Regions from separate parts of the Mus musculus genome. Here all the other regions are linked to region 4. Evidence: chromatin contacts called from public Hi-C, HiChIP or PLAC-seq and promoter capture Hi-C data. All regions are on one chromosome and are shown on one strand. Each heading gives the region's core, a stretch centred on a gene start, on an enhancer-like site or on the middle of the called end of the contact. The rest is flanking DNA. Distances are from core to core; before and after follow the strand shown. Region 1 holds the start of Spsb3 (splA/ryanodine receptor domain and SOCS box containing 3). Region 2 holds the start of Hagh (hydroxyacyl glutathione hydrolase). Region 3 holds the start of Rps10 (ribosomal protein S10). Region 4 holds the start of Pigq (phosphatidylinositol glycan anchor biosynthesis, class Q).

The links. Hi-C and Micro-C count contacts between places; a contact is called where the count stands out from the background. HiChIP or PLAC-seq counts read pairs in DNA pulled down with a chosen protein or histone mark. Capture Hi-C pulls out chosen DNA fragments and counts their contacts.
Region 1: a contact with region 4 is called in an H3K27ac HiChIP or PLAC-seq map of embryonic stem cells, with 4 times the contacts expected there. The contact joins the promoter of Spsb3 here to the promoter of Pigq in region 4. A contact is called at or near these places in 1 of 484 Hi-C or Micro-C datasets (embryonic stem cells) and 4 of 115 datasets of contacts at active chromatin or transcription factors (embryonic stem cells, large pre-B cells and pancreatic cancer cells).
Region 2: a contact with region 4 is called in a Hi-C map of B cells, with 6 read pairs. The contact joins the promoter of Hagh here to the promoter of Pigq in region 4. A contact is called at or near these places in 1 of 484 Hi-C or Micro-C datasets (B cells) and 1 of 9 other capture datasets (liver).
Region 3: a promoter capture Hi-C map of adipose tissue shows a contact between it and region 4. The contact joins the promoter of Rps10 here to the promoter of Pigq in region 4. A contact is called at or near these places in 1 of 39 promoter capture datasets (frontonasal cranial neural crest) and 1 of 9 other capture datasets (adipose tissue).

Annotation. Positions count from the first base shown.
Region 1 is chr17:24,881,032-24,887,991 of GRCm38.p6, reverse strand. Spsb3 (splA/ryanodine receptor domain and SOCS box containing 3) reads right to left here and starts at 1,318. Exons shown (of 7, transcript NM_001163751.1): 1 at 1,232-1,318; 2 at 75-212. The coding sequence starts at 1,312. Nubp2 (nucleotide binding protein 2) reads left to right here and starts at 1,642. Exons shown (of 7, transcript NM_011956.3): 1 at 1,642-1,713; 2 at 2,155-2,273; 3 at 2,375-2,573; 4 at 3,437-3,591; 5 at 3,757-3,867; 6 at 4,117-4,186; 7 at 4,678-5,381. The coding sequence starts at 1,686. The coding sequence ends at 4,823. Igfals (insulin-like growth factor binding protein, acid labile subunit) reads right to left here. Exons shown (of 2, transcript NM_008340.4): 2 at 5,981-6,960. The coding sequence ends at 6,244.
Region 2 is chr17:24,848,733-24,854,872 of GRCm38.p6, reverse strand. Hagh (hydroxyacyl glutathione hydrolase) reads right to left here and starts at 4,383. Exons shown (of 9, transcript NM_024284.2): 1 at 4,205-4,383; 2 at 1,967-2,142; 3 at 1,177-1,241. The coding sequence starts at 4,280. Fahd1 (fumarylacetoacetate hydrolase domain containing 1) reads left to right here and starts at 4,571. Exons shown (of 1, transcript NM_023480.3): 1 at 4,571-5,977. The coding sequence starts at 4,772. The coding sequence ends at 5,455.
Region 3 is chr17:27,630,523-27,636,663 of GRCm38.p6, reverse strand. Rps10 (ribosomal protein S10) reads left to right here and starts at 1,420. Exons shown (of 6, transcript NM_025963.4): 1 at 1,420-1,460; 2 at 2,189-2,338; 3 at 2,421-2,592; 4 at 4,308-4,385; 5 at 5,409-5,464. The coding sequence starts at 2,189. It overlaps Gm15420 (predicted gene 15420), which reads right to left and starts at 1,420. Exons shown (of 2, transcript NR_167724.1): 1 at 1,233-1,420; 2 at 1-94.
Region 4 is chr17:25,937,184-25,943,387 of GRCm38.p6, reverse strand. Pigq (phosphatidylinositol glycan anchor biosynthesis, class Q) reads left to right here and starts at 1,399. Exons shown (of 11, transcript NM_011822.4): 1 at 1,399-1,573; 2 at 5,926-6,204. The coding sequence starts at 5,936. It overlaps Nhlrc4 (NHL repeat containing 4), which reads left to right. Exons shown (of 2, transcript NM_001039038.2): 2 at 1-1,155. The coding sequence ends at 27.

The DNA of each region.
Region 1 (6,960 bases), core at 69-2,568, 1.1 Mb after region 4:
CTCAGCTGCCTGGCTCAGTGTCTTTTTCACCCAACATAGACACTGGTTATCCCCACCTTGCCACTTCGACCTACCTGCCCATCAGAGTCATAGCCCCAGTTAGAGCTGCCTGCCAGAGCCACAGCCCGGGCATCTGTATCTCGGCGGGCTGCGCTCAGGACGAAATGCCATGCCCTGCTACTCCGTGTACGCCGGGCCATAGTGGAGAGAACCTGGAAAAAAATAACTGTAACTTTAAAGACATGTAATGTATCAATGTCCAAACAAGGCCCAAATCTACACCCCACAACTCTGCCCCCTGCCACTTCTACCTGGCAGCCTAAGCCATGGATCCACCAAAGGCTGGGGACTCCAAGCCCTCAACACTGAGCTCTGAGCTCCAGAAACTCCCACAAGCTCGTACCTGGCTCGAGTATCTGAGCACCTCAATCAAGCCCAGGGCGATGGTGTGAAACACAACCCAGACACCCATGACTTTGGATGTGTCCCAGCCCATCTCTGCATTCTGTTCAGGAGCTGTTGCCCCTCAGGCATTTGACACTTAACTTGCTCCTCCTCCGCGGTCCACTTTGGCAAATGGCATCCACAGCATCCAGTTCCTCATGCCAGAAACACCGCTGTCATCCACTCCTGACACCCCTCCTTGCCATTGGAGACCCCCACCGCTTCCTGCACCACACAACTCCCTCTCACCCATCCGGCTCTGCACACTACAAACTCAGTCTTTGATACAACCTTAAACTCACTGGCTTGACATCGTTCTTGGGACAAAATGAAAGGCTTTGAGAGGTCCGGATCTCCTCTCCCGAGTGGACTGTCTTTGTCTAATAGTCGACTCTGTCCTAGCTGCCTCCTGTCCCCCTGTAGACCCACTGTACTACCCTACCTCGCCCCGGCCATCCACAAAGAAGCCGGGCGGGGCCGCGCACAGCACTCCACAGCAGTTGGGTTGGCTGAGCGCCGTATAAGAACACACAGTAGGAACCCAATGAATGAACCAGAGATGTCCCTGGACGTAGCCACGCTCGGCCTCCGCGGGGCTGAAGGTTGCTTCCCTCGCCAAAGGCTCGCGGATCTCGCCACAGCGATGCCGTCCCTGACGCCTGACTCCGAGGCCCCCGCCCAGACTCCCGAGCGCCACCGCCAGGGAACAACGGGTGGCCGGCTTGACCGCCTGCAAGGTCAACCCGCCGGCCGCCGGGCCTGACCGGGCTGGGCCGGCGCGGCTCACCTGCGGCCAAAAAGCTCCCCCGGCGCTGACCCACTTTCCGTTCCGGCCGCGACGCAAACAATCCCCGCCCCCGCCCTGCATTGGCCCGGCAGCCGAAGGCGGGCTCTATGGCAGCTTCGCGCGGGGGCGGGTCTCGCGAGACAGGACTGCTGTCAAGAGGCTTGCACAAACTGTCAATCCTGAACCAAAGTTTCTATTGGCCCTCGCTAGAGCGGTCAAAAAAAAAAAAAACTTTCGCATGACCATTGGACAAATATAAGGAAGTGTGTCCGTGCCCGTGGCGTCATCATCAGTTGCCAGGATCGGGACCTCCTTGGGTGATCTGATTGGCTGGACGGTGAATGACTAACCTCTCAAAATGAGTAAGGGGCGGGCTCTTGTCACCATTGGTTCAAAGGCTGCGAAAGTTTGGAGAGGAAGCGGAAGAGAGCCGCGAAAAGCAACTAGTAGCGGAATGGAGGCTGCTGCCGGTGAGCGTGCAGGTCGGTCAAACGCGAGGGGTTGGGAAAGTCTGAAGGCGAACCGCGTGCAGGCCCACGCCAAAGCATCCCATGTCCCCTTGTTTACTGAGCTAGCCGAGTGTCGCGATGCACACATCGGCGGTTATATCTGCTCTAAGACCTCAGCCTCACGCCTTTCCGAGAATTGGGGGCCCTGCTTCCCTAGAACTGGAAGTCTCTAGTGTGGAGTCTGCGTTTGTGCGCGGGTGTCGCTTAGCTGTGATCATCTACTCTGTTAGTTTCCTCTGTGTCTGTTAAAATTAGCTGGCAGTTTGAAGTGAGCGTTCACGTGTGCACGTGCCTTCAGTTGCTCCACTTCAGACAGAAGTGAGGCTGAGACAGGTCTGGGGCTTCTAGAAGACCTACCCGCGTGCCTTTGTCTTTGTCGCTCTCTCAGACACCCCAACTCCTGTTTCTCACCAGAACCCGGGAACCTGGCCGGGGTGCGACACATCATCCTTGTTCTTTCTGGAAAGGGTGGCGTTGGGAAAAGCACCATCTCCACGGAGTTGGCCCTGGCTCTGCGCCACCAGGGCAAGAAGGTGAGGCCTGGACCAGGGTTGACACCTGTTTCATTGTTGTCCCTAGCTCCCAACAGGCTTGGCAGACTTCTTTCCACCCCTCAGCATCCTCCTCCTTGCAGGTGGGAATCCTAGATGTGGACCTGTGCGGTCCCAGCATACCACACATGCTCCGTGCACAAGGCAAGGCCGTGCACCAGTGTGACAATGGCTGGGTGCCTGTCTTTGTGGATCAGGAGCAGAGCATCTCCCTTATGTCTGTGGGGTTCCTGCTGGAAAACCCTGATGAGGCCGTGGTGTGGAGAGGTCCCAAGAAACATGGTAAGAACTTAGTGAGAAGCAGTGCTTCCTCCCTTCCTCCAACTCCTCAGTGCCTCTTTACTGAGGCCGCTTTCCCCCATCTCGTGCCTACTGCCATTGGATAAAGCCAGAAGCTGGCCCTGGCCTGTATTGGAGTCTCTTTCCCATTGGAACGCTTCTACTGCGCATAGATGTCCACCCTTCAGGGTATATATACCTCTGGGTTTCTCCCAGCCTCTGGATGGAGAATATGACATGAGACCAAGATCAAGGGAGAAGCTGTGCTCTGCATTTGTTGTGAAGCCATCAGGCACTCCTTAGATAGGAAGGGATCTCCCTTCTGAGAACCCTCCCTACGGGCCCTCACTCAAGCCAAGGGTCTAAGGCCGCACAGTGTGCAGTGGATCCCAGTGCTGAGCTTTAAGCGGGTAACATTGAACCATCCTAGCTGCCATGAGAGACTGCCTGGGAAGAATAACACACTTAGATTTAATGGCTAGCTGTCCTGGATGTGCTGTCAAGGTGCTCGAGCCAGGGCATTTTCTCTGGGCTTGAGGGCACAGATGCCCTTAGAGTCTAGGTTGCATCCTCACCTGGGGCCTCAATGGGAGTTGGCTACACCCCGCCACGTGGAGTGTGCAGACAGTTGAGTGCTAGCAGGTGGTAAGGCTGCTGGAAAGCAAGGCGAGCTTGTGGGACCCCAGAAGCTCTGCCATGTTATCTCGAAGATCAGCGGGCCCTGGCTGCCGTGTGTGGCACATGTCCCCAGGGTTCCCTGGGAGCTGCCCAGAAGCAACTGATGGAGATCCTGGGCTGGACAAGATGGGCCTTTCCTTTCCTAACCCTTTCTCAGGGATTACTGCTGGGCTTTGGGGTCTTTGCAGCACTGATAAAGCAGTTTGTGTCTGACGTGGCCTGGGGGCAGCTGGATTATCTGGTTGTGGACACACCTCCAGGGACCTCTGATGAGCACATGGCCACTATGGAAGCCCTGCGCCCCTACAGGCCCCTTGGGGCTCTTGTAGTCACCACACCACAGGTACTACTGGCAACTCTTCCAACCCTACCTGGGCATGGGTGTCTGTGTCTGTCTGTGTATCTGTCTATCCACCCTGGTTGAGCTTGGAATGGACTGTAGTGGGCCATGTTCTCTGCTTGATTCTTGCCTCATCTGTGGCTGACTGGCCCCTCCTCTGATCCACAGGCGGTGTCTATTGGGGATGTGAGGCGGGAGCTGACCTTCTGTAAGAAGACTGGGCTGCAGGTGATAGGGGTCATAGAGAACATGAGCGGCTTCACCTGCCCACACTGCGCTGTGAGTCTTAGAAGATGGGTGGGCATCTTTCAAGGTCTGAGGGAGGACAAGACAGGTCAGGTAGTCAGGGACTTTGAGAAAGTAGGTCTCTTGTCCACAGGTCCCAGTGTCAGGTAAGTAACTTTGTGGATAGAGAAGACATTCTTACTGGGCGTTCTTCCTGGACCACTTGTGGGTCTTACCCTAGCTACGGGTCTCATCATGGTGAGTGGGTCTGCGAGCTGGACCCTCACAGCCCTTGTCTCCTAGGAGTGCACCAATGTCTTCTCCAGCGGCAGTGGGGAGGAGCTGGCCCGGCTGGCTGGAGTTCCCTTTTTAGGTGAGTGTCAGGAGCAGGCCATCTGGGGCCCCAACTTCCACCTACGGGGCTTCTCCATGAGTCTGACTGGTGTGGTGGGCCTCCCTTCTATATAAGAGCCCAATCTGAGGTTTCTCTGGGCTGCCCAACACCCAGCTACATTTCTGGGAGTGTGTGTGTGTGTGTGTCAAGAATACCAGGCTCCTACCACTTGTACCACATTGTTCCCTATGGGAGGTCATGGAGAGCCAAGCTTGAGTTTCTGACAAATGAGTGGTCAGCTGACACTCCTTACCTGCTTCAGGCTCTTGCTAGGCCTCCTCTTGTTTGTGCATTAAGGAAGGGGTTGTGGGTGTGCGCATGCACAGTGTCCATGGGGAGATGAGATTGTGAGGTCTGCTATCTCCTGCCATGTAGGTCCTGGATATGAAACCTGGCTTATCACACTTGGCCGAAGCACCTTTACCCAGTGAGCCATTTTGTCAGCCTTTTCCTGGCCTTTGTCATTGCAGGCTCTGTCCCCCTGGATTCCCAACTTACCAGGAGCTTGGAGGAAGGGCGTGACTTCATCCAGGAATTTCCCAAAAGCACTGCATATTCCGCACTCACGTCCATAGCCCAGAGAGTTGTGCACAGGATGTCTGCCCTGTGCTCCTGACCGCCTGGCAGCCTTCTGGTGCTGCATGCCTGTAGGACCTTTGGGAGCAGAGGCCCTCAGGACTGTTTTGGGACCTGTAGTTGTTGGCCTGGGCAATGGCTGGACTATGCGATTACATCCATGCAGAGATCTGCAGGCCCCCATGTCCTTGGCTGACACTAGCTTCACCAAACTAGTCTATAGCTGAGGGGATAGCCTGCGTCCTGATTCCTTGAGATAATAGCAGCCTTAACCTTTAGCCTATAGGCTTTCGTCCAGCCCTAGTCACTTCTGCCCCAGGTCAACAGGCTGCTCTCATAGCCACACCACACAGGAGCTGGCCAGTGCTTTCTCATCGAGACTGACCCACACATGCTGTGTTGTGTGCCTTTTGTGACACTGTGGTTTACCGGCACATCTGGTAACTTTACAGAACTCTGCTATTAAACATACCGCCCCGTCTTAGGAAGGACCCAGCATCCAAGCCCTTTGTCCTCAGCGAGGTGACTCTTGATTCCCCTACATTTCATGTCTGGAACAAGCAGTATTAGTAAAGATTATAAAGGGCCTGAAGATGTGGTCAAGGTGTCTGTCTTGTTTGGGGGAATGGGGTTGGCACATTGTGTTTTTGGAAACCTGTGGATCTGCTAGCAAATGGCTGAGACCGTTGGAAGCAGAAGGCTGAGTGTTCAAGTGTGAGCTGAGGCACAGAGGCCCTACTTCCCTCCTTCCTAGAGAGGTCAAGGGGGAGAGATGATTCCTGGGCAAAGCTGAAGTCTTCAAGGGATATGGGGTCCAGGGGAATGTGCAAGGGGGTGATTCCTGTAGTCAGATGGCAGTCTTCAACTCCCAGCTGCCCCCATCCCCAATGAAGTAGTGAGCAGGTGGTGACCTCACACCTGGGTGCTGATGACTTGGGCCCTGGACACCTGCAGGAACCCAACCTGGCCCCAGTGTAGTGCCCTGAGCAGGGATGCAGGGCCTGGAGGGAGCGGGGGAGAGGGTCCTAAGAAGCCCAAGAGGAAATGGGCCAGATCCGGTGCAAAAGAAGTGGGACACGTGTTCTCCACACCAGCAAGGCTCAGACTGGGCCTTGACTGCAGAACTAAGACAAGAGACGTGGGGCAGGGACAGAGGACAGGGAGACCTTGCCCAAGTTCACACTCTAGGTCACAAGCTATGCTTCAGATTTGCTTTAATTGTTGCCAGCAGGGTGTGCTGCTGAGCACCTCCCCTCCTTTGGGCCCTCGGGCACTTGGCCTGTGCCCACCCTATTTAGGCCACATCGCTTCCGGTACTGCCCTGCATCCAGGAAGTGAGCAGCCATGACCTATCCCCTTGAGATGGGTAAGTATTCCAGAGCCAGCTTATTCTGTAACAGTGAAACACTATCCTGGCCATAAGGCAGTGTTCAGCCAGACCAGGCCAGTAAGTAGCAGGGTCAGCAGTGCACAAAGAGTGTTTCACTGATGTCTCGAAGGTCGAGGCCTGAGACGTTGGCGGGGCCAGCACAAGTGATGTTGTTGTAAGTGTACACCGGCTGGCAGTCATCTCCCTCACAGACAGTCTGAACAAAGCGGGGGACAACACCAGGGTTCTGTAGGGCAAAGTCACGAAGCGCCTTGAGGGGACAACTGCAGTCCCAGGGGTTGGCATCGAGCCACAGGCGCTCCAGGCCAGGCTGCGGCACAAAAGTCTGCAAGGAGTTATTCCTGAGGTTGAGGTAGCGAAGCCGCCCCAGAGATGAGAAAAGGCCTTCAGCCGGGGTCTCGAGGCGGTTGTGTGAGAGGTCCAGCCAGAAGGCCCGCTGCAGAGGGCCCAGGACATCCTCAGAGAGCATTGTCAGTTGGTTGTTGGACAGAAGCAGATATTCCAGCTGGCCAAGGCCCTGGAAAAGCTGGCGGGGCAGATGCGTGAGCTGGTTGGCGGTAAGATCGAGTTCCAGGAGCTCTGAGAGCCCTGCCAGGCTCTGTTCTTCGATGCTGGAGATGCTGTTGTCCCGGAGGAAGAGCCTGCGCAGCCCTGAGAGGCCGGCGAAAGTGTGCAGGCGGATGCGGCCCAGGCAGCTGTGCTCCAGGTGCAAGCTGTGCAGCCTGCCCAGCCCTTGGAACACATGCTCGGGGAGGCTCCTCAGACAGTTGCCGGAGAGATTCATAAC
Region 2 (6,140 bases), core at 3,134-5,633, 1.1 Mb after region 4:
TCTCTCTCTTTCTCTCTCTCTCTCTGTCATTCACTTTACATCCCAATCCCTGCCCTTTCTGGTACCCACCCCCCTTCTCTTTACTTTTTGTGAGTAAGTATGTGAAGGCGGCCATTGGGGGGGGGGTCCTCCTGTGACCAGAGAAGCCTGGCTTTATGGAGACAGCAGTGGACACTTGTGTCTAAGGGTGCTAGTCATACCCTCTGCTCTTCACAAGTCACAAGTATTGTGAAGTTGCCGCATTAGTGGAACCCAGAGGTCACTGGCCCAAGAGGAAGAAGGCAGGTGTAGTGAAATTTTTGGTTTTTTTTTTTTAAAAACACAAATACTGTAAGACTGTGTTTTTGTCTTAATCCCAGGTGTCAGATACAGGGCTGCTTCAAACTGTTCACAGAAGGTGACTAGGATTTGTCTCGTGCTCTAGCAAAGGCCTGCTTTTCCAGCAGCAGTTTCTATGAGTGGGTAATGTTTGGAATTCTGGGAACTTTTCAGACAGTGTATAAATGTTAGTGGGGATTGCTGTTGGTAGGTGGTTTGTTGGCTGCTGTTGGTCATGGTTTTTTTTTTGTTTTTTTTTTTAAGATTTATTTATTTTATGTATATGAGTACACTCTAGCTGTCTTCAGACACACCAGAAGAGGGCAGACATTCAGAAGAGGGTAGACACACCAGAAGAGGGCATTTGGATCCCATTACAGATGGTTGTGAGCCACCATGTGGTTGCTGGGAATTGAATTCAGGACCTCTGGAAGAGCAGTTGGTGCTCTAAACCTCTGAGCCATCTCTCCAGCCCTGGTCATGGTTTGTTAAGTAGTCATATGGAAAGACGAAACAACAAGAAGATGAAATTAGATATTCTGTAGGCTAAGAGACCAAACTTGCCCCAGGAACTCAATGCCCCTAATCAGCAGGAAGTAGTCTAACAACAACTTCACCCTCTGCCCCTTTATCCTTTCTCTCTCCTGTCTAGTGCTAGGGAGTTGAAAGTGTGGAAGAAAGGGTGAAGGGTGGTAGAAAGAAGAACTCACAAAATAGCCAAAAGATGAGCTACAGGCAGGAGCTTTGGCGTATTCTCAGAATCCTTCCTGCTCAAGGGCCTGCTCCATCTAAGTCCAGCAACTTCCCAGGGGAATGACAGGCCCCACCCGCAGGCATCTCTGCAGGCTGAGCACTTACCAGTGGTGGTGAGTGGTGAGCACTGTGGTCAGTTTCACACGGTGCTTTTTCGCAGCTTCTATAACCTATAGCCACGGGGAAGGTGGAATAAAGGCCGGTCACACTTCTGGGCCTGGCTCAACTGCCTGCAGAGGGTGCCCAGCCCTCTTCCCACCTCTGCTGACTGACCGCACTCCAGACAACAGGCAGAAAGGTTTTTCCTCTCTCTGTCAACTTATATCACCTATAACCTACCCAAGCCCCAGCAGCTCCGACCGAAGCGACCCACAGCACTGGGGCACGCATGGACGATTAGCCTGATCTAAGGACTCACATTCGTTCCGACAGAGGTTTAACAGTGGGTGTCTGGCTTGCCAAAGTAGCCTGAGGTCTCCAGTGCCCTTCTCACTACCCCATTTACCACAGGCTAGACAACTTTGTTTTTTCTTGTTGTTTTGTTTTTGCTTTTGTTTGTTTGGGTTTAGGGATTTTTTCTTTTCTTTTCTTTCCTTTCCTTCTTTCTTTCTTTCTTTTTTTTTTTTGGGGGTGGGGGCAGGGTTTCTCTGTGTAGCCTTGATTGTCCTAGAACTTGCTCTGTTGACCAGGCTGGCCAGATCTCTGAGCTCCAGCTGTCTCTGCCTCCTGAGTGCTGGGATTAAAGGCACACACCACCACTGCCAGCTGACAACTTTGTTTGGATAAACTAATTTCCACCTAGCTTCCACAAAGCCATAAAGACTGTGGTCGTAACCCAGTGGATGAACACTGAACTAGGTGACAGGGTGCAGGGGGCAGGAAGAGCCGCACATACCTTCTGTGGTTGCACTGGGTCCACGATGGCGGCCTCCTGGGTGTCCTCATCAATGATCAGGTACATGTAGTTGTCAGTCAGGGCAGGCAGTAGTTCAACCTTCATTATGTCTTGCTGCACAGTCAGATTCTTCCTGAAGTCTGAGTGACACAGAGATAGTCCCAGCAGGGCCTGACCTGAAGAAACACACAGAAGGAACCTCAGACACCTCACCAAGATTTCAGAACGGCCAGACCCCTCATACCCGATGGCTCAACAGCTGGCTTTCTGAAGTTCCGGCGAGGGAATATCCTTTCACTACATCCTTCAGGAAAGCAGAGACCACGTAAGTCAGCCTCTCCCAGGTACAGAATTGTTATTTTGGGGTTTTTTGGGGGGGTACTTTTTAGGTTTGGGGCTTGATTGATTGATTTTTTTAGGTTTGTTTATTTATTTTTATGTATATAAGTACACTGTAGCTGTCTTCAGACACACCAGAAGAGTGCCCTTTATCCCATTACTGATGGTTGTGAGCCACCTTGTGGTTGCTGGGAATCGAACTCAGGACCTCTGGAAGAGCAGTCAGTGCTCTCAGCCGCTGAGCCATCTCTCCAGCCTGATTGGTTGATTTTTTTTTAATAGATCTTGCTCTGTATCCCTTTCTAGACCAAAATCACTGTGTAGTCCAGGCTGGCTTTCAAGTCAGGACTCCTTCTGTCTCCATCTCTTTCTTTCTTTTCTTTTTCTTTTTCTTTTTTTCTTTTTTTTTTTTTTTTTTTTTTTTTTTGGCAGGGGAAGGGACAGAACCCCAGGGGCTCCTACTCGCAACTCGAAAGATCTACACCTCACCCTAGACTTGAGAGCTTGGTATTTCTTCTTAAGAGTTCATACAGGCTGTGTTACCTGCCTGTGGTGTGACTCAGGCCTAAAGATGGCAGGACAAGGCACCAGAGCATGGCCGCTCACTCTCCAGTCATGGCGTCTGCACTAATGGACTTAAATCCTCTAAGCTTTCAGCCCTTCTCAGGCCTCCAGCCCAAGGAGAGAACAGTATTTTCTCAGCTATGGCCAGCATAATGGAAAACACACAGTGCAAGCTCCTGAAAAGAAGAAACTGCTGCTTGGGACTCAAGCATGAGGGGCAGAGAACTTATCACCGAAGGATTGTCTTGGAGTGGGCCAAGGAGGCAGCAAATGACCAAGGGACTCCACTGTACTTTTGTCTGAATTTGTGGTGCTGGGGCTTTAAGCATTCTAGGGAAGTGCTCTGTCACAACCCTGCTCCCCATTTCTCCTTTTTTGGCACAACAGCTGGGCACTTTCCAGACCCCTTCTCATGTTCAGCAAAATAAGCATTTCTATAAGATCAGGTTTCTGTAATATTTGAATTCCCCTAAGCCCTAGCACTATCCACGCCGATGGACAGCGGAGGGTGAGAAACAGGTGAATACGAGCCCTTTTATGTACTTCCTGGTAAAACACAACAAACCTGCATGGATAAAGATCATGTTATTACCAGTGCTCAACCCACTCTAGTCGGAAGAGAGCCTGACTGCTCTGAAGAAGATGCGATCACTCCTATGGAAGGAATTCATCGCTCCCAGCTCCTTAGTTTGCAACTAGGGACATTCTGTTTGAATTGAGGTCAAATCCACAGACACGTTTTATATTGCTCAAACGTCAAAAAACGTTTCAGAGTTGCCTCTTCTCACCAGGAGGGCTTCTGCGGCACCAAAAGCTGAGCGGCTGCTCAGTAGTTATTGTACCTAGCTCTTAAATCGCCTAGCTCTTAAACAGCCTTCAGCAGCGACACTAAGGGGTATCCCTTAAATGGAGACCCATACTTCTGTTCTCAACGAGCGGACTTCTTAATAAAGATGGTTCATAGACTTTCAATCACGATTGTTCCAAAGTTCCCGGCTAGCTGAATTCAGGCTGGCCAGCTCCGGGGCTTTGGCAACCCACTGTCGCCACATCAGACGTTAAGAGGAAAAGCCGACTTAAAAACTAAAGTCGCAACCCCAAAACTGGAGTCGGACTCTGGCCAGGAGGGAGCAGGTGCCAGCCCTCTGCCTCGATCCCGGGCCACGAACCCCTCCAGCGCCAGATGCCTATTCCAAGGCCCTCAACACGCCCGGCCCCGCTTCTCGCCCGCCCGGCGGCGCTCAGCACCTGCGCCTGGAAACAGCAAGGGCTCGCCCAACCGACGTCCGGCCTCCAGCACCCGGCCGCGCCGCGTCAGTACCTAGACACACTTACCCAGACCACGGCGCGCGCAGGTGGCTCCCAGCGCTGACAGGCTCCGGAGACACAGCGACCCGCGACCCAGCACCATGACCCACGGGGTGCACAGCCGGGTCGCGGAGTCCGCAACACCAGCGTCGTGGGCATCAACACTGGCGTTGGCGACTGCAACCAATCAGTGTCGTCCTCCTACTGCTCCCAACCAACCAACTCCTGCTCTTTACCAAAATGCCACGCCCTCAATCCATCAGTGACCGCCCATAGAGTTCACAGCCAACCAGTGCCTGTCTCGCACCGCCGCGCCGCCCCTAGCCAATCAGTAGTAGCTCCTGCCCCCCCCCCCCAAAATGTTCCCTAGCTGCCCTAGCAGCCTTGGCCTGTAGACTCGGTCTGCAAGTGGGTGTTGGAGGAGGCTGAGCGTGAGCCTCCTCGTCTCTCTGGGGCAGTCGCCTGCACGCAGAGACCTTTCGCTGACCTCAGCGTCCCGCTGCTGCGCAAGGAAGGGCGGGGCCGCTCCGACCTGGACAGCGTCCGAAGCCAGTCCTCTGGAGGCCGCCGTAGTCCGGGGGAGTCGGTGGTCACATGACCCAAAGCTGTACTATGGCTTCCACCAAACCGCTGTCTCGTTTCTGGGAGTGGGGCAAGAATATCGTCTGCGTGGGGAGGAACTATGCAGATCACGTCAAAGAGATGCGCAGCACCGTGCTGAGTGAGCCTGTGCTTTTCCTGAAGCCGTCCACCGCGTACGCTCCCGAGGGCTCACCGGTGTTAATGCCCGCTTACTGCCGCAACCTCCACCACGAGGTGGAGTTGGGAGTGCTTCTGGGCAAGCGTGGTGAAGCGATCCCGGAGGCTGCAGCCATGGACTACGTGGCCGGCTATGCCCTGTGCCTGGACATGACTGCCAGAGATGTGCAGGAGGAGTGCAAGAAGAAGGGGCTGCCGTGGACCCTGGCTAAGAGCTTTACGTCCTCCTGCCCGGTCAGTGCCTTCGTGCCCAAGGAGAAGATTCCTGACCCTCATGCCCTAAGACTGTGGCTCAAGGTCAACGGAGAGCTCAGGCAGGAGGGCAAAACATCATCTATGATCTTTTCCATCCCCTACATCATCAGCTATGTTTCTAAGATAATAACCTTGGAAGAAGGAGATCTTATCTTGACCGGGACTCCAAAGGGAGTTGGGCCAATTAAAGAAAACGATGAGATCGAGGCCGGCATAGATGGGGTGGTTAGTATGAGGTTCAAGGTGAAAAGATCAGAATACTGAGAGTAGAGTGCCAAAGGGGAAGGGAGACAGAAGCAAGGGAAATAAATGACACTAATAATGAAAATCTAAAAATTATGCTAGACATGTCAAAAAAGATGAATCCTTAAAAAATAACGTGATCTAAAAGACCTGGGACTGAAATAGAAACAGGAACAACGAAGCTAAAGGATATAGAATGCTTCCCAAGAGGGCAATGTTAAACTAAACTTTGAGAAGTTGTAGTTTTCTTTTCTAAAACTGAACTGAATAGACTTTTCAATAAATCATTCTGAAGTCTATACCTCCAGACTTAAAAGTGCAAAGGAAGTAACTCATTAATGCTGTTGGCCTTTAGGAAAGCTGTTTGTACAGAGCACTCCAGTTGATTTTTACTTGGGAAAGTCCTCCACCTCAAAGCCAGATAAGAATTTTGTTAAGTGAGCTCTTGCTGCAGCCCTGCCTTGTTTACTTTGGGTGTGGCTTCTGAGTTTGGAAGATAATTTTGAAATTGTTTTCCAAATAAAGACCATTTCTGTGTGACTGAAAAGAGCACTTTCTTTTCCCAGGGTGGGGAGCACTTCTTCCTCTGGGACTTAGGACCTTGGCCTTTGGTTTCCTGAGCACTGTGCCTCTTTAACTTATTAACCACATAAACCAATACTTCCACCTCAAAGACACAGGCCCTAGGGAACTGACAAGCCTGGAG
Region 3 (6,141 bases), core at 171-2,670, 1.7 Mb before region 4:
GGCTGGGAGATCTCAAGATTGACCGCAGCCCAGGCTACAGAGCAGGACCAGACTGTGGCAGCCCATCTCAGTCCCCCATCAGACAACTGTAGACCTGCGGTGGGTGGAAAGACAGAAGTTAAAGCAGCATGGGGGCGGGGGAGGGGAGAAAAATTCCTCCCCTTGGCTTTCGTGTTGATTGACAGACAGTAAATGTCAACACAATACAAATTGTCTGTAAGGAGTATTTTCAGGAGCTGTCCTCCCAACCAGAGGTGAGGCAGTCCTTCACCTCCTCCGGTGCTGCCACCACGCATGGTCAGTTAATTTGATGCTGGCTTCGTGCTTGTGGCCGGGGTGTTGAGAAGACAGCTCATCAACCAGGCATGGTGGTGCACGCCTGCAATGCCAGCATTTGTGAGGCAGAGGCAAGAACAAAACCTTGTCTGCAATAAGCGAACACACACAATAAAGAAACCGTTTAGTCAGACAGGTAAAGGAGAACTAGAAATTAAAATCAACAAGGTGGGGTGCATTTCTTTGGGCATGGCTGGTTTTGTTTTGAGACTGTGCCTCTAGCTGGCCTGGAACTCGCTGTTTACACCAGGCTGGGCTTGAACTCAGGGAGATCTGCTTGCCTCTGCATCCGTACTGCACATCATGCCTTGCCTTTTAAATTAATTACTATTATTTATTATTATTATTATTATTATTATTTTTTTTTTTTTTTAGGGAGGGTCTTACTTGGATGTGTCTCGCCTGGACGCTACCCTGCCTGATGACTAACATTTCTTTTTTTGTTTGTTTGTTTTTCGAGGCAGGGTTTCTCTGTGTAGCCCTGGCTGTCCTGGAACTCACTTTGGGGACCAGGCTGGCCTCTGAAATCCGCCTGCCTCTGCCTCCCGAGTGCTGGGATCAAAGGCGTGCGCCACCACGCCCAGCATGACTAACATTTCTTATTTGAGAGGCTTTACGAAGCGTAAGTAAAATTTACTCCAGTATAAGCAGGGTTAATGGGGATGTCAGTTTCTTCCTGCGAATGAGTCTGGAATGTGTAAAAAGTGTACCAGCCATGTATGCTTTTTTTTTTTTTTTTTTTTTTTTTTTTTGTCCTTCCGGGACAAGGTCTCAGGTAGCTCAGGCTGGCCTAATCTATCCCTGAACTCTTAGCCCTCCGCCTCCATCCCCACCGGGCAATGCGGACCGGCCTCTCTGCACCAAGCGCCTGCACCCCAGCTCCGGACACAACTCACGGGCTAGCAATCTCCAGGTGGGGGCGGGGTGGAGGAGGGGGCGGGAAGCGTAGCGGGATGGCTCGCACATGCGTCCTAGCACCGTCCCCACTCCTCAGGCACTGCCGAGGGCACCCCAGGCAGCGCGCGGGTCCTGCAGGGAGGCGGAGCCGCGCAGCCCGGAAGAGACGCTGCGCCGCGCACGCCCCTTCCTTTCCAGCCTCCGCCTCGGACCCTGCAGCCGCCGCGGTGAGTTCCTCCGGCGTCCGGGCTCCATCTGTCGCCATCCGGGCCGCAGCGCTGCCGTTGAGGGCCCGCGTCCTCCGGGGGAGGCGAAGGCCGTACTCGCCCTTCCAGCCGCTCGCCGCGCCGTGCCCAGAGGGCTTTTGTGGGGGGACGCAGCTCTGCGACTCAGAGTCGACTGAAGAAGACCGGCGTCCCGATGGCGGCGGGTGGAGGAGAGGAGTTTGAAGGCCACGTGTGGCGGGAAGCGCCCGGGCCAGGGGTTCGGCTCCCGCCTGCGTGCGTCCCTTTCGCGGCAGACCCCCTCTCTCCTCCCTGCTACCCTCCGGTCTCTGCGTTACCTTTGGGGAGGACTTTTCAGGGGAGCACCGAGCCCGTTACTTTAGTGCTCCCTCTGCGCAGGAAGTGGAGCCCTTTCTCTGGCCCCTCCTTGTATTCTTTAAGGAGTCCCCCGATTTTGCTCTAGGTACGACCTCTGGTTCTGATGGCCCCCAAGTATGGTTGACAAGGTTCTGTGTCTACCTCCCACCCCCAGTCACTTGGCTGTGAGAGCCGTGACAGCAGATACATGGGTGCCTTTTGTGACCCTATTGCATTAACTTCCTGGTAGCTTTCCTCCAAACTGTGGAGGTGGAGGGACCTGGTCCCTATGGTGCCTGTCTGGCGTTTTCACCCTGTGACAGTGGTGATTTGGATTCTGGCCATGATGCTAAACCGTCACGTCTTTTTTGCAGATGTTGATGCCTAAGAAGAATCGGATTGCCATCTACGAACTCCTTTTTAAGGAGGGCGTGATGGTCGCCAAAAAGGATGTCCACATGCCTAAGCACCCGGAGCTGGCAGACAAAAATGTGCCCAACCTTCATGTAATGAAGGCCATGCAGGTGTGGAGAGGGACACAGGTGGGAATAGGTCTGCCCTTCCCGAGGAGCCAGCTGCTGACTGACATGTGTCTATGTCCTGCAGTCTCTCAAGTCTCGAGGCTACGTGAAGGAACAGTTTGCTTGGAGACATTTCTACTGGTACCTTACGAACGAGGGCATCCAGTATCTCCGAGACTACCTGCACCTACCCCCGGAGATCGTGCCCGCCACCCTGCGTCGCAGCCGTCCCGAGACCGGCAGGCCTCGGCCCAAAGGTACTGATTCTGATTGCCCCAAGGGCCGCCTCAGAAACCGTTTTTTGGGGGTGTATTGGTTGCACAATTGCTTTTGAGATAGGGTCTCATGAAACCCAGAGGGGCCTTGAGGTCCTTATATAGCTGGGAACTTTAAACAATCTCTGATCCCATCTCAGCCTGAGGGTTGGAGGTCACAGGTGTGTTCTACCTCTCACAGCTTAGACTTTTTTTTTTCTGGTTTTTCAAGACAGGGTTTCTCTGTGTAGCCCTGGCTGTCCTGGAACGCACTCTGTAGATCAGGCTGGCTTCGAACTCAGAAATCCTCCTGCCTCTGCCTCCCTAGTGCTGGGATTAACGGCGTGTGCCACCACGCCCGGCTGCTTAGGCATGTTCTTAGAGCACAGTGGTGTCAGGGCAAGATCTCAGGTGATATCCCAGAATTCTGTGAGATGGCCTTGAATTTGAACAGTTTTCATGGCTACAGCCTCCCCCAATGCCTGAGTGTGACCCGGTGGTGTGGCAGAGCACTGTCAAGCAGAGTGGTTTTGTGTATTTACTTGGCCAGGGGAACAGAAGTGAGGAGGAGGAGGAGGGAGAAGCCAGCTGTGTATAAGCATGACCTGAGGGTATGCTTGGGGGGGGGGTGTCTGGAACGTCCCTGGTTCCTGAGATCACTGCTGGCCTGCAGTCCCTTGAACTAATGTAGTATCTACAGGCTGAAGTGATGGGGTAAAAATATTCCTGAACACAGTTGGGTTTTCCTGGAGAGTGCTTAGCCCAGGAAGTTGTGCAGAGCACACCTAAGGGATCCTAGCAGTTAGGGGGTCTGTGTCTCTGCTGAATGAATACCCTGGGTGAAACCAAGTTCGTTAAGGAGCCCGTGGTGGTGCATACCTTTGATCCCAGCACTTGGGAGGCAGAGGCGCTGTTGAGTTTCAGGACAGCTAGGACTGACTATACAGTGATATTTTGTGAGTCACATAAAGTCAAACCAAAAAATAAAAATTAGAAATTTGTGGCAATAATTTGGGCACTTTGAGACAGGGTTTCTCTGATTGTCCTAAATCAGATCAGGTTGGCCTTAACTCAGATCTGCCTGCCCCTGCTTCCTGAGTGCTGAGATTAAAGGTGTGTGCCAACCCACCCAACCTTCCAGGTAAAAATGTTAATCCTACCTCCCGCTCAGGAAGCAGGGGCAGGCTAGGCTATAGAGCCAGATCCCCTCTAAAACCATTCTAGGTGGATATGTGCTAAGTAAGTCCCTCTGAGTGGGGTGTGTGGGAGGCAAGGGTAAACTGGAAGGTGTGTGGAGGTATGGAGACAACTTTGAAAATTGTGTCTTTTCCCAGTGAAATCTGTGGTCAAGTTTAGGTCTCTGAGATTTCATAGCATCGTTTATGGACTGAACTGCCACTGGCTGCTTGCTTGTGGTCTGGTTTTTTGTTGGTTTTGCTGTCCTGGAACTCACTCTGTGCCAGGCTCCTGAGTGCTTGGATTAAAGGCTTGTTACCACCACCCAGCTTGTTTTAACCAAGATGTGAGGAACCGAAATACTGGTAGTGATAATTTCCTGTGGGGACATCAAAGTTTGTGGCACTGTTCTGGGTGTGAAGGACTGATACTCCTTTATAGTCTGGCTCCCAGAGAGAGCTGGAAGCACACCGCACTGCCAGCTTCTCCTGCTCTTCAGTCATTTGCTGCCCTGCACTCACAATATCTTTTGGTTTCTGTAGGTCCAGAGGGTGAGCGACCTGCAAGATTCACAAGAGGGGAGGCTGACAGAGACACCTACAGAAGGAGCGCTGTGCCCCGTGAGTATCTCCTCTCCTCTGCCTGGGGTTGAACTCAGATTCTTAGCAGCCCTCCATGGAATGCAGTCCTTGCTGCCAAGGCAGCCAGGAAAGGTCCTGGTGTGGGAACTAGAGGGAGGCCTGTGCTGGAACACTGAAGGCCAGTGTTGGCAGGGCTCAGCCGACATCCCTCTGTCAACCCCGTGGGACCTAGTGTTTGAGAAAGAATGCTTGCCCTGAGCCTGCCAGGTGTGCTGGGCACCTGTGGGGGTTGAGAACATCTCCACGATGCCCTTGTCATTGAGTTCCCACTGTCACTGGTGCAACAGTGCTGCAGGTGGGTCAGAGAAGCAGGCTCATGGGAGGGAGGATCAAGCAAACACCTAGAAGAGCCGGTTTGACTCCTGAGGAAAATACAGGGAAGACTGAGGTGTGGGATGTGTGCAGAGCTTTTCTTACCATCCTTTCTGCATTTGGTACTTGGAGATGAACACCTTCCACAGTTATGGTTGAGGGAATCCTCGTGCAGAGGGTGGGGCCCGTGAGCACCCTGATTGGAGACAGAAGTGAGCCAGCAACTGCCTGGTGCTGAGGGGACAGGGTAGTCTCCGATTGTAATAAAGCAGCGTTCTGTTGGCCCCAGCTCGCCCAACCCATGAGCTGAATTTGAGTGTAAAACCTACGTTTAGTGGAAACGTGATTTGGCTACTGCAGCTTTACATTTAGTCCTAAAGTGTTGTTTTAACGTGTAACCTAGAGCATGGGTGTTTCACCCTCCCTCACCCCCTTCCCCTTCCCATCTGATCTGCCACACTTGTTTCTCTCTCCTTGGCTAAACCTCTTGTGCAGTTTGGTTCTCGAGGTCAGAGCAGCTTTCCTGGAGGAGGGGATGGTAGTTAATGAGTTTGGGAGGTGACCAGGGGCTCTGAGGGGGGTGGGAGGAGAGGCAAGCCGTGCTCCCCGTCACCGGTGCTCAGTGAGGAGACTTGCCTGCCTTCCTACCCAGGGGTCAGCTCTTAGGTGACTGTAAATTGTTCTTTCCAGCTGGAGCTGACAAGAAAGCTGAGGCTGGGGCTGGCTCAGCCACTGAGTTCCAGTTTGTGAGTATCTCTTTCTTGTCTGCTCTGCAGTCACTGGGGCCTGGCCAGTGTTAGTGGGCTATGGGGGTATGATGGGTCCTTTCCCTACTGTGTTGGGATCAGTCTTGCAGTGGAACTGTGTGAACATGCTTTGCAGATCTTGTGTCTGTGGTGTGCTCCTATTAACTGAAGGCTAGGGCCCAGCCTCTGAATTTATTTTATGACATTTGAAACAGAACACTGGGAATTCTGTAGGACCCGAAACAGAATTGCTCTACAGTCCCCATTTGATCTTGGTTCCCTTCTGCCTTGGTGTGTCCATGAAATGGTGACAGTTACCACGATAAAGGCACATGTAGACCAGCTAATCTCATTGCCTGCTTGCCATGGGGGGCTGCAGTCTCATGGAGCCCTGTAGCAGGGCCTCACAGACCACTGCTCTCAGATCTCATCTGAGGAAGAGGCTCTAGGGTATGAGTCCCTAGGCTGGGGCTACTTTAGTGCCCAACTTTGCAGCCATAGCCTTAAAGGTTTAACAGTGGGAAACAGACTCAAAACTTAAATACCGCTCCACAGCCAGTAGGGGTGGGACTGGGTGGAATGGTCTCCTGGCTGTTTACTTTTGTGGGTGTCTCTGGTGCTGAGGTCTAAGAGCTAGAAATGCCTCCAGGCAGAGCTGGGCCATTGCTAATGCTCAT
Region 4 (6,204 bases), core at 150-2,649:
TACCAGTATCTGGGGGAGATGGCCTGAGGGGTAGGCTCTGGGGGAAATTGCCCCTTGCTAGGACTGGCCGGGCCTGAGTCCTTTGTACTATCATGGAAGGTTGGTAGGCTCCTTGGGGCCTGCTGAGCCGTCTTCCTGATACCTGGTCTTAGCTGGCTTTGTGATTTCCTCTTGGCAAGTGCCCCTGTCTACACAGAAACCATGAATCACCATTTCTTGATGAGGTTCTAAACTGGGCCATCTCCACTTCCCTATTAAGTATGCTCATAGGTTTTCATGCCCCTAAAACCCAAGGGCCACTCAGTCCCTGGCTCTGCTAGCTTGGGTCTCGGGAGGCCTGAGCTTTGAGGCAACACTTGAAGCTATAGATCCTGGGTGCTGAGGCTGTCTGCCAGCAGATAGCTAGGCAAGATCTCCTGCCAGGTGTCCAACCCCTACATCCTAATCAGAGGCAGGCAGGCAGGCAGGCAGGGAGGGTGTGGCTAGGCTGGGTTGGGCAGTTTAGGGGAAGGGTGTGGTCCCTTAGTGTTCCCCCCAGCTTCAAAAATATTCCCATTCTTGAGCCTCCAACAGCACTCTGGGCCCAACAGAGAGGTAAGGAGTAGGCAAATCAGAGGGGTAAGGCCAACATGTGTCCTGGTAGGGCACATAGCAAGGGCAGGTCCTCTACTGGACACTCCCTGTTTTGAAAGATACCTTCAGTTTTCCCTTCAATCCAGGTCCAAACCACTTTTGAGCACTTAGGTGGGGTGCTGGGACGGTTCTGGGTAGCACAGGTTCTTTCATACCCTTCCATTCAAGACAGGAAAACAGTAGCCTTTCCTCCCATGTTACAGATGAGATCTGGAAGGGGAGGGGTGTGTGTGTGTGTGTGTGTGTGTGTGTGTGTGTGTGTGTGTGTTTGAAGAGCTTACTCATTGAGAATCTGGTCTCACCCATGTTCTTCATGTGGGAAGAAGCAAGAAAAAGCTCCTTGCTTTTGCTCCTTTAGGGTGTGGGGTGGCACCCAGCCTGTCATCTGGACGTTGAGGTCAACACACATGTCACTCCTGCAGGCTAAATCAATATGCCCTGTTCATTATGTTGTGGGGGATTAATGGACAATGAAAGAAACTTTGCTTGTAAGTAGATGCTCAATAAACACTAGTTACTGCGTTGTTAGGGGTATTGCTTTCAGACTATGCGGCCCACACGGGTCTGCATGCACCCTACTCGCAATGGATAGAAACAGATGGAAGGGCCTGGGTTTAGGAGGCCAGGCGGTAAGAACAAAGCGGCTACCATGGTCCTCAAAGGCTGGATCCACCGGACCTTTCAGGATATTTACAGCGAGGGTAGCTTTGATGACAGGAGCCGCGCGCGCGGAACTCTCGGGCTCAGGCGATGGACAGCCCGGGCATGTTTGGGGACCGGACCGTCGCGCGACAACGCCGCGGAGCCGGCGGAAATGGTGCTGATGTCCCGCGGCGGGCCTGGGAGCCGCAAGCACGGTCGTCCTCCCGGGCCCGCCGAACGCAGTGCCCAACCCAGTTCCTTCCCTACCGCTCGGGGACGCGGCCCCGGGGACCAGCTGGTGAGCACTAGCGGGTGGCGGGGCCGGGAGAGGAAGAGGAGGAAATCCCGAGGTAGCGCAGGCCTCTTGGTCCTAAAGACTCTGAGATGGGAAACCTGAGGCCGGGATAGAGGGAGAGGCGGCCACCCACGCAGCTGACCTCCAGGCTCAGCGGCACCCGTTGTGGGTCTGGGCCTGCTCTCCGGAACTTGAGGGCACCGAGAGGCCCCTCCTCCCCTCCAGGCCGGGAACTGGCTGGAAGATTCCTGGGGCACTGGCTGAGAGGCTCATATTTATCCACTCCAGTAAAGATCAGAAACAGATTACCCCCTCCTTTTGAAATGAAAAAGGAAAGCATTTACAGAGGCGGAAAATGTGTTTCTGTGCAGGTTCTCTTTTAGGCTAGGTTGGCCTCAAAATCCTAGTGTAGCAAAGGATGACCTTGAATTTTTGATTGTCCTTTGGCCACCTCCTGATTACAGATATGCACTGCTACTACTGGTCTATGAGGTTCTGGGGACTCAACACAGGGTCTGGTGCAGGCTAGGTAGGCTCCATACCAACTGACTACATCCCTAGTCAGAAAAGTGGTTTTGTTGTTGTTGTTGTTGTTTGAACGTGGGGTAAATATGAACCCTCTCAAAGATTCACAAAGTAATGTTTCAGCTATGATGTGTCCCAGGTCTCTCTTAACTGGGCTGGCCATCCCTCAAGCCTGTTCCTTGCAGGGGAAGTAAGCAGTAGCTCTGCTGCTGAAGTCTGACTTGGAGTTCTGTGAAGAGACTTCCTGGGGCCTCTTATTTAACCCTCCTGGGAATGGGCTGTCGGGGAGGGAACTGACTCCTTCTTAGCAAAGGTAGCTTTTCCAGGCTTGGGCTGTTCTTTTAATCAGCATCTTTAAAGGCCTTCACGCATCCCAGGTTTTTGCCTTCTCGCTCCAGCCTCTCACCTCTTGTATCGATCGCCTGCTCTTTCATCATCATTTTCTGCTGCTGGGATCCCAGCAGCCCAGTGTAAGCACACTCCTTCTTACACTTCAGTGCATCCGGAGGCTGAGATGGGAGTGAGGGTGGGGATTTGCCTCAACTTGAGTTCTCTCAGTACCCCACAGATCAGAGCTCCAACCTCTCTCTGCCTTGCACCTTCTTTCCTTTGACCCGAGCTTTTTTGCTTTAAGGTAAACTGTAAATGAAGCATACTCCACAAGGAGGATGTGCATAGACACAGTGTGTATATAGCACAGTGGATTCACGAGTTGTGAGCAGACTCCAAACCAACCTTTGAAACATCTGTTTATAATTAGATCAAGGGCATTTCTCTTCCTACACGGTTGTGAGCATTTTTCCTTAGTTCATGTGAAGTGTTCCCCCAGAGAGTCAAATGATATTTCACTGAGCTGGTGTGTCCTTACAAAGTTGTTGAACAAGAGTTTGGGCTGGGCTGAAGGGTTCCCTATGACAGTGACCCGCCGGGGCTCTTACAGGCGGAATGGCTCTAGTATTTTTAGCCGTGCCTCATGTCATGGCCTTCTGGAGTCAGTTCCTACTGAAGGGACAAGAGAAATTGGTTCTTGACACTGGCTATGGGGATTTAGCCTGCCCTAGTGTTGGGCGTCAGGTTTTCCCTATGGACACCTACCAATTGCCTGCTTCCTCCGGGTTCTTTGGAGTTTTGTTTTCCTGGAGACTTCTGACTCAGAGTTCTATGGAAAGGCTTCCCGAGACTTCTTTAACGGCTTTTTCAGGCTTGGACTGTTCTTTTAATCAGCACCAGCATTTGGAAGTCCTACAGTGCTGGGTCCCATTAGTCCTCTCAGCATTGGGCTGGGTTATAGTTCATATGAGACCCTAGGTCTAGTCCTCAATATCAAAACCAAAAAGCTTTGCCACATTGTCCATGTGACGGCTTTGGGCTGGACAGGAAGGGAGCAGCTGCACCTGGATCCTTCAAGCTCTGGCCATTTGTCTATGGGCCAGCTACCACCACCACTTGTGTCACTGTCTATCCCCTCGACTCCAATTGTTTTGTGCAGACACTAGACCAGGAAACTAGGCTTCAGCCCAAGATCTGGGCCTCCCTCAGGAAAGGATCCAAAAATGGGGTCTTTGTTCATGGTTGCTGTGTCCTTCACTTCACATGGGCAAGATGCGGTATTGACTAAAGAAAGGCATATGTAGGCACTTGAACCTTGCCAACCATTCCAGCAGTTCAGATCAGCAGGCACAAGTGGAGGACACCCACAATCTCCAAACAGCACCTTTTCTGTGGAAGGAACAGAGTGGGGTCCACAGAGTAAAGGATTTGTAGCTACTATGGTGGTTTTTTTTTTTTTAAAGATTTATTTATTTATTACATGTAAGCACACCAGGCACACCAGAAGAGGGCATCAGATCAGATCAGATCTCACTCATTAGAGGTGGTTGTGAGCCACCTTGTGGTTGCTGGGATTTGAACTCAGGACCTTTGGAAGAGCAGTCAGTGCTCTTAACCGCTGAGCCATCTCTCCAGCCCCTGTGGTGGTGCCCCTGTGGTGGTTCTTAATGCTCACACCAAGAGCCTGAGAGGTCAGGAGGGCTGCTGTTCCCTCACAGAAAATGCGTTGACATTCTCTCATGGAGAGAAATACTGCTCTGCTGGGAGCCCCATCTTGGGGTGTCTGCCAAGGATTCCAGAGAAAGAGGAGTACTACCCAGAGGTACCTCAGGTGAGCAGAGGGCAGAGCAGAGCCGCTACCACTGAGCTACACCTCCAGCCTCTTCTCTACTTACTTTCTGAGACTGAGTCTCTGTGTTACAGCTCTGAAGGCAAAGGTGTCCTGGCAGTCTGGAGCCAAGGAATAGCAAGCACAAAGTCACACCACACAACAAGCCTCATACAAGAGATTTATTGGGAAAGACACAAGATGGCAGCTACCTCTGCTTGGGCTAGAAGTAGCAGAAAACTGAGTGAGAAGCAAACTTATATAGGATTTCTTGGAGGTTGGAGGACCAAGTTTTCCAGGATGGGAACTGGTGGAGTTTCAAATCCTGACTTAGGCGGAGCTCGGGATTGATGAGTTTGTGGCAGCAGCAACAGGAGGACATGGTCCGTGTCACAGGAGGAGCGGCTCCTTTAAGCAGGCCTTACCCGCAGCCTTAGGACCAGTGATCTAGGTGTGCATCCAGTTTTCCTGAGCCCCGAAACAAGTTTGTTTGGTTCGCTTTTATTTTTTTATTTTTTAAAAAATATTTATTTATTATATCTTAAGTACACTGTAGCTGACTTCAGACACACCAGAAGAGAGCATCAGATTTCATTACGGGCGGTTGTGAGCCACCGTGTAGTTGCTGGGATTTGAACTCAGGACCTCTGGAAGAGCAGTCAGTGCTCTTATTTGCTGAGCCATCTCTCCAGCCCCTCGCTTTTATTTTTATTTTTGGTCATTTGGTGGTGTTTGAGATTAAATTCAGAATGTTGGCCATGCTAGGCAAGCACTCTGTCATTGAAAACCATCCCTGGCCCTCCAAAACAGGCTTAATACCTTTTAAATTTACTTTACGTATATGAGGTTTTGCCTGCACGTATGTAACCACACATGTGCTAGGTCTGCTGGAACTGGAGGTATGAATGGTTGTGAACCACCATTTGGGTGCTGGGAATCAAACTCAGGTCTTCTGCAAGAGCGACGAGAACTCTAAAGCTCTGAGTGGCTCTGCAGTCCCAGGTTTAAATTTTATCTTAACTCTTGCTTGTGTAAATCTAGTTTATTGCTGTTTGAGACAGGGCCTTATTTTGTATGCCAGGATTCCCTGAAATTCATGTGTAGGCCTAGCCTTGTCTTGAATCTTGAACCCAGTGGTCTCCCTGCTTTAGCCTCCTAAGTACTGAGACTATAGTCAAAAGCCATCTCCCCCAACCCCTTCCTTTGAAGGCTGGTCTTGAACTGGCACTCCTTCCTCCACCTCTCCACTGCTGGAATCACAGGTGTACATTACACAGCTGGCTGGCTTCTGGTTTGCTAAAGTTATCATTTGTGTACATGCTCATATGACACTCATAAGGAGGCCTTTCTCATTAAAGCCCTCAGGCTCAGCCCCACACTGCTGTCAGTCAACAGCATCTGTCCAGTACCTCACTCTGCCCTGCTTCAGGCTGCTGGCCTTAGAACGTGTGGAAGCACTGCCCTGCCATCACACATACAGCTGCTGCTTCCTGGGGCAGTGATGGGAAGAGTTCAGTCCCTGGGAGATGCACAGCCATGACCCACCGAATCCAGAACTGTGCTTTCCCAATGTGTGGCTGGGTGAATGGTTCGTAAGCAGGGTACAGCATCTTGCAGGCACTATGCTGCCAGCCACAGCAGCTCTAAACCAACCCTTTCTCGTCTCTTGCAGGGCCCCCAGCATGGTGCTCAAGGTCTTCTTCCCCACGTGCTGTGCCTCGGCAGACAGTGGCCTGTTAGTGGGACGATGGGTTCCAGGACAGAGCAGTGCTGTGATCCTGGCCGTGGTGCACTTTCCCTTCATCCCCATCCAAGTCAAGGAGCTCCTGGCCCAGGTGCAGAAGGCCAGTCAAGTACCAGTGGCTGTGCTAGGGACCTGGTGCCACCGTCAGCAGGAACCGCAGGAGAGCCTGGGGAATTTCCTGGAGGGCCTGGGCACCATCTTCTCCCA